Regions from separate parts of the Sus scrofa genome. Here region 2 is linked to region 1. The links are chromatin contacts, called in public promoter capture Hi-C maps. All regions are on one chromosome and are shown on one strand. The core of a region is the stretch at or near the end of the contact, and the rest is flanking DNA. Distances in the headings are between cores, read along the strand shown. Region 1 has its middle 55 kb from the start of MXI1. Region 2 holds the start of SMC3 (structural maintenance of chromosomes protein 3).

Region 1 (3,503 bases), core at 524-3,023:
TAGCTGCAGCTCTGATTCGAGCTAGCCTGGGAATCTCCATGTGCCACATGCATGGCCTTAAAAAGATAAAAAAAAAAAAAAAAAAAAAAAAAAAAAAAAAAAAAAGGTATACTCTCTCAGGTTGGATTACCTAGGTTTCAACCCCAGCTTTTGTCACCTTGGGAAACTTCTCTAAAACTTTACCACTGGAGTTCAGCAAAGAAGGAAGTCATTTTGATGAGATTAACATCCTTCATCAGTGGGGCCAGATGGAGGATGCCTGGAGAGCTAGGAAGTCACCCGAGAGGGCGCAAGCCCTCTGCCGGGTATGCAAGTTGAGGGAGATGGGTGTAAAGGGGTTCTGTTTGCCAGGGAGTAGGAACTGGGTTCTACAGACAAGACTGGAGTAGAGGACAGAATCATCATCAAAGAGCTGATGATGACAGATCTGAGCTCTGACAGGTAAGGGCCTGAGGCTGGAGGAGTGGACAGAGAACTCATTCTGCCAGCAAGTGTCGAAAGATGAATGAGAGGTCTTCTGACTCACGGGCAAAAGGCCATTACCACAACCAGGTCTAGAGGAAGTACCATGTAGAATCAAAGCTGTTCTGCTAGTTTAAAATCATAGCCTTGGAGTTCCCGTGGTGGCTCTGCAGAGATGAATCTGACTAGTATCCATGAGAATGTGGGTTTGATTCCCTGTCCTTGCTCAGTGGGTTAAGGATTGGGCATTACTGTGAGCTGTGGTGTAGGTCGAAGACGTGGGTCGGATCTGGCGTTGCTGTGGCTGTGGCATAGGCTGGCAGCTGCAGCTCTAATGTGACCCCTCGCTTGGGAACTTCCACACGCTACAGGTGCGGCCCTAAAAAGAAAAAAAAAAAAATAAATAAATCATAGCCTCTTTTACTCTGGTAGGAAGAAGGGGGAACACAGGCCACTCTGTGATTCCCTTCTATCCAATTGGTACTCTTTTTTTTTTTTTAGGACTTGCGGCAGATGGAGGTTCCCAGGCTAGGGGTGTAATTGGAGCTGCAGCTGCCAGACTACACCACAGCCACAGCAATGCCAGGTCAGAGCCACGTCTGTGACCTATACCACAGCTCCCAGTAACACCAGATCCTTAACCCACTGAGGGAGACCAGGGATCTAACCCATGTCCTCATGGATGCTAGTTGGGTTCCTTAACCACTGAGCCATGAAGTGAACTCCCTCCAACTGGTACTCTTGAGGAGCTTCTTATAGTGACTCCTAGTAGGGGAGGCCAGACTTGTCACTATAGCTAATTTTTAAATGGGAAAACTGTACTTTCAGTTTGAGAAAATTAGTTCCCAAGGAACATATGGGCATTTTTGCAGCTAGTGCTTTGGTGGCTGTCCCTTGTCCTCCCAGGTAGGTTCTGGTGTGGAATTCTAATTACCCATTCTGGCTACCTTCTGAGTCTGTTGTCACATGGGGCTGCTTCCATTGTGAGAGTCAGGCCAGGCCCCTTCTCCATCAGCTGGGGGACTTGACCCCCTCACCTGGCTGTAGACTCTAGGACTAGTCCTGATGAGACAGGAGGACCTAAGGTGGCTTCAGTTCCAGGTTCTGAGACTCACTCAGCATCAAGCCATGCCTGTCTCTGGGCCAGTCGTGACCTTGTGTCTTGGCTCCATGCAGCGCTTTTGTTCCTGGGATCCTGAGCGGTCCTCTGACAACAGGATCCACGTGTCATTCTCCTGACGTCTGAGTTCCTGTGCTGAAGAACTAGACTCAGGCCCTGAAAGCCTGAGGCCCTGCCCTGATCTTGCCATTGCCCCACAGGAAGTGGAGGAAGCGCTGCTCTTGAAGCTTACCCTGGCGCTGGGGCTGGTCCATGTGCTACATACAAGACTCTTGCAGTCCTGCTATCCTGCCCCAGATTCCTGATGGGCACTTACACTTTCCCCGATGCAGATCACAGTACCACACTGTGCTTTGGGTCGATTGCCACATCCTCTATGCTTTACCTGGTGGGCTGGGCTGGGCTTCCTATGAGCTGCTTCAGCTCAAGCTATTGCCCCAATGCCTGACTTTGCTCAGTGAGTGAGTAGAATTCCAGAGCTTGCCCCACCCAGTCTGCCCTGTTCTTCTGCAGTTAATTGAGCCATGCTCAGCTTGACTTTAGCAAGTGTATGTTCATGTACTCTTGCTCAAGATTAACCTAAAGGTAAAATGGAGGTATAGACCATACATACCTATATAAGATCATTTCGCATATACGGTCCTAAAATAAAAATATTGCTTAAAAGATCTTTCTTTCTTTTTTCTTTGCTTTTTAGGGCCCCACCCGAGGCATATGGAAGTTCCCAGGCTAGGGGTCGAACTGGAGCTACAGCTGCTGGCTTATGTTATAGCCTTAGCAATGTGAGATCCAAGCCGCTCTATGGCCTACACCATAGCTCAGGGCAATGCCAGATCCCTGACCCACTGAGCAAGGCCAGGGATTGAACCTGAATCCTCACGGATGCTAGCTGGATTGTTTCCACTGCGCCACAATGGGAACTCCTGCTTAAAAGACATTTCTAAAAGGAAGCATCTCAATTGCCACACAACACGTTTTAAAGGGCTTAACACGCCCAAACACCCAGATGCAGTGGAAGCCTCACCCTCCCTCTCCCCCTCCCAGCACCGTGGCTGGGTAGATAATATTTGGAATATATTTTTGGTTGTCTTAATAGCCTCAAATGACCTTTACTTCAGTTGAAACAATTGAAGCCAATGTTTCTAAAATAGAAATCAGATAGGAAGTAATGTTTAACCTTAACTTGTTAGTCCAGTAAACACCTTTGGAAGAGAACGTCTATGCCTGCCAGCAAGTTGACTCTACCTACACTTTCTCTCGTAAAACCGAGGAGATCATCTACTCTGAAGTCAAAGTCTACCAAGCCAGTCACCACTGAAATCCAGCCTCTAGAGCATTACTCAACAGGAAAGAGGTGGGTTATAGAGTGCAGCAACGACTTCCTCCATAGCTCCTGCTCAATAAGAATCTGCAGAAGCTATTGTTTTTGGAAAAAACAATTAGTTTAGATCCCACTTAAGAAAGTGCCCTTACATTAAGTAAGAACATACGCTAGTCCAGCAAATCATTGAAAAGCATCTAGCAGCACTGCAGCTTCAGGTCCAGGCTGGGGCTGTCACTACCAGCTTCCCCCTCCCCCTGAAAATACCATTTAAGTCAAGAGGACCAGTGGGAAATCCACAGACCAGTCTACCTCTTAACTCCTGCAGTTTATCACCATACCACTTTCTCATTTCCACCCCCACCTGCTAGGATATTACTGCTTTGGGAAATCCAAGTTTTCCTTGAAAAATCTCAAGTCTAAATATCACCCTGATAGGACATTCTTTGGCCTAAAAAGGCCAATAATTAACACTCCAAATTGGGTCTTTCCCAAGGGTTCACACGCTTACTGGCCTTCCGAGGGACAGTCTAATATAAGTTTAAAAACAATGAAGAAAAATCTTGTCTATAAGATTTTGTACTACATGTTGTTATTTCA
Region 2 (3,503 bases), core at 699-3,198, 380 kb before region 1:
CTCATTTAATTTTCCCAACAGCCCTACAAAATGTGTATCATTATCTCCACTGTACAAATGAGAAAACTGAAGCACCTCAGGGAGTGAAGTTTGAGGAATACATGGCAGCATTGGGATTTGAATCCCATTCTGTTATGATCCAAAGTTTATGATCTTCCCACACAAATACACAACATGACTACCGAATAAAAATGAGCAATTTATGATTGCCTTATCCAATATTTTAAATGTATAAAGAAAGCAACTTCATCAGTGCAAATCAAAGACAGAAAAGTAATTTCACAGAGAAAAAATACATATAAGTGTACATAATATTCAAAGACAGGTCGTCTGTAGCCTAATAGAGACAGAATTTAAATGTCTGTATAGATTGAAATCTGATCGAGTAAAACCATGAACACTTACCAATAACATTATGTTTTGAACTGAAGGGGTCTACAATTGTTTGATCTCTGTAACTTCGAAATCCCTGGATAATAACCTGATAAATAAAAAAGGGATTTATCAAAACACACCCCAAAAGGAATAACTTCTATTTATTTATTTATTTATTTATTGTCTTTTTGCCATTCCTAGGGCTGCTCCCGTGGCATATGGAGGTTCCCAGGCTAGGTAGGGGTTGAATCGGAGCTGTAGCTGCCGGCCCAAGCCAGAGCCACAGCAACGCAGGATCCGTGCCGCGTCTGCAACCTACACCACAGCTCACAGCTCACGGCGACGCCAGATTCTTAAGCCACTAAGCAAGGCCAGGGATCGAACCGCAACCTCATGGTTCCTAGTCGGATTAGTTAACCACTGAGTCACCACGGGAACTCCAGGAATAATCTCTAAACTAACACCTTTTTGCACACCTTTCCGTCCTGGTTTCTCATTTAATGCAAGATAATAAAGTTTCCATTTCAGAGAAGAAAAACTCATTTTGGAAAAACGGTGATTTAAAAAAAAAATCAGTAACCACTGCCAATGTTGCTTTTTTAGGAGCGATAATTAATAACCTGTTAGGAAATTCTCAAAATCAAGCCCAAGGTCCGTAGGAACACTAAGCATTACAAGGCTGTAGTAAAAGCACATCAAACTTGCAGACCGGCCCCAGCTTTTCTGGGCGTCCCTGCCAGCCACACTCCGGCCCAGCCAGAATGAGCATCCCTTTCGTGGAACCGCTGCTCTGAGGCCAACACATCCGACAAGAGAAACTTCTCGCAGAGCGTGAATGGGTCCATCTTTGCGGTGGACTCCAGCGCGGGAAGACCATTTTGACAGAAGTAAACAACGGAATGAGGAGGCACTACGCACCGTGCAGGAAGGAGGAGCCTTCTCACTCCTTGGCTAAGTCGGGGAGGAGCAAACCCCCAGTTAGGCTGACACCCCCAGAGGCGCCCCCGGACTGGGGAGACCCCACCACCACCACCACCACCACACACTAAACGCCCTCGCGGAGCTGCCCAGGGCAGCAGGACGAAGCCTCTTCCCGTCCCGGGCCTCTCCCGCCCCGGCCCACCCGGGAAGACCTAGTGCCTCCAACAAGACAGCCCCGCCAGCCCCTCCACCCCTCTCCCCGAGCCCGCCCCCCTCAGGCGAGCGCCCTGCAGGGCCGCCGGGGCTGCAGGGAGGAGCCCCACTTCTCCGCGGCCCTGCGCTAGTGGGTCGGCCCTCTCCCCTCCCCCACACTCCCTGTCCAGCCCCGCGTCCACCCTGCGGGGAGATGTGAAAGGCCGCGACATCCTCGCCTCAAAGAGCGGTCCTCACGAGCCCGTGGCAGGGGAAAGGAGGGACACATAGACCTCACCTGCTTTATGTACATGGTTCCGGGCGCTCCTAGCCGGGGAGACGGCCTCCGCCGCAAAAAGCAACAGCGAGGGCGCGGGGTCTGGTGAGGAGCCTAGGAGACCCCTCCCCCCAGAGCGCCGCTCGCTCCCCTCCAGCCAAACAAAATGGCGGCGCCCGCGGAGGCGGAGTCCGCGCCTCGGACGGAACCACCCTCGCGACCCCCACGGAGCGTAGGGGGAATCAGGGTTAGGTCCGTTCTTTCTTTTTGGCAAAAGGAACCTTCTACGATGTCTTCAGGTGTATTTCACTTGATCCCTCAATTTTTAGCTGAACTTTTCTGGAGAAATTGTCGGAAGTTTCATTCAGAAAAGCCTCGATCGTGTGGTTGGCCCGTATTTCCTCCGAGCTCAGAGATAATGGTTGCGGCCAGAAGGGGGGAAAGGTTCGGCGCCAAAGCCGAGAGCTAGAGGCGGAGGGCCAGTAGCGGTGCGGGGCGGAGGTCACGTGGTCTCCGACTGTATAAAAATGGGACGACACCACTCCCGTCCCCCCCCAACCAACGCCGCGCGCGGGTCGTGCCATTCCCCCAAACCTGCTGAATGCAGGATCGGGGGCGGGACGGTGTTCGGCGAGCTGAATTCCGGCTGTTCCATTATTCTCTCTTACTCGGGGACTTTTATAAATTTAGAACGGCTCTCAATGGCTCTAGACTGTCCACTCGCAGGACAGCCCCATGTAAACTTGGCGCTGGAAAATTAGTTGTAATAATGTCATGGTTAATACCTCCGGAGCTGTTACTGCTTTATTTGCTATAAATCTAGGCAGATTGGACAACTGCAGCAACAAGATTTAGATAAGATTAAAAGTTCCCCCCAACCCCGCTTTTTTTTTTTAACAGTCTGAAAGCTAAGAGGCGCCAGTGGCAACCGTTGGTGTAGCTGATGTATATCAATCCTAGGGAAAAAACCATTTGATTAGAAATTGGGCCACTGTGAAGTTACTTGCCAACCAAGTTGGTCCCTCCTCACCACCCCTCCCACTGCCCTTGGGCAGTTCCAGCCCTATTTACTGGATTAGCATCTCTATACTGTTGATTTCTAACTCTGGGATCATAGACACATTGATATTGAAGTTTTAAGTCTTCTTTACTAACCTATAAAATGAGGATAAAACCATTTTCATGTTTAGAATTGCAGAAACAATGCATAAGGCTATTCTATTTACCTAAATTATAGAGGTATATAGATGAAAGCATGGTGACCAAACATTTATGATGTTCTTTACAGTGATGAGAGTTTTACTTATTTAGACATACTAAATGAATCTTATCCAATTGGTTTATATAACTTATACAGGCAGAAAAAAATAAAGATTAGTGGAAAACTAATATATAAAAATAAAATATAAAAGGTGATTTGAGAATTAACATTCTTGTATTATTTATTCTGTCTCTACTACAATATAAATCCAAGAGAGAAAGGGTTTATCTCGTTTCTGCTGTTTCTTTAGTAACTCATTCCTAGAAAGTACTCAGTAATTATTTAATGAAAAGTTTCAGGAGTTCTCTTACAGCACAGCAGGTTAAGGATCAGGTATTGTCACTGCAGCTGCTTGAGTTCCTTTTGTGGCATGGGGGTACAATCAAGTTCAGGAAAGCAAAGTATTTATCTCAGTGCCTTGGCTCCTTTATGCCCAGGGATATTTAGGGTCTTCAGGAACCCATCCCACCCACTTCC

The links. Promoter capture Hi-C pulls out the DNA fragments that hold promoters and counts their contacts.
Region 2: a contact with region 1 is called in a promoter capture Hi-C map of fetal liver, with 2.5 times the contacts expected there. The contact joins the promoter of SMC3 here to the enhancer-like site in region 1. A contact is called at or near these places in 2 of 5 promoter capture datasets (fetal liver and liver), 23 of 47 Hi-C or Micro-C datasets (alveolar macrophages, blood, embryonic fibroblasts and 15 more) and 1 of 2 datasets of contacts at active chromatin or transcription factors (alveolar macrophages).

The regions. Positions count from the first base shown.
Region 1 is chr14:120,587,396-120,590,898 of Sscrofa11.1, reverse strand. No RefSeq gene overlaps it. Among named protein-coding and RNA genes, the nearest start is that of MXI1, 55 kb to the left of the region's middle. Within about 2 kb of position 1,773, at least 9 of the 83 cell types and tissues checked have an H3K27ac peak or open chromatin away from gene starts, as enhancers often do. A contact at or near this core is called in alveolar macrophages and fetal liver, where this site is marked.
Region 2 is chr14:120,968,074-120,971,576 of Sscrofa11.1, reverse strand. SMC3 (structural maintenance of chromosomes protein 3) reads right to left here and starts at 1,948. Exons shown (of 29, transcript XM_005671452.3): 1 at 1,787-1,948; 2 at 406-481. The coding sequence starts at 1,801.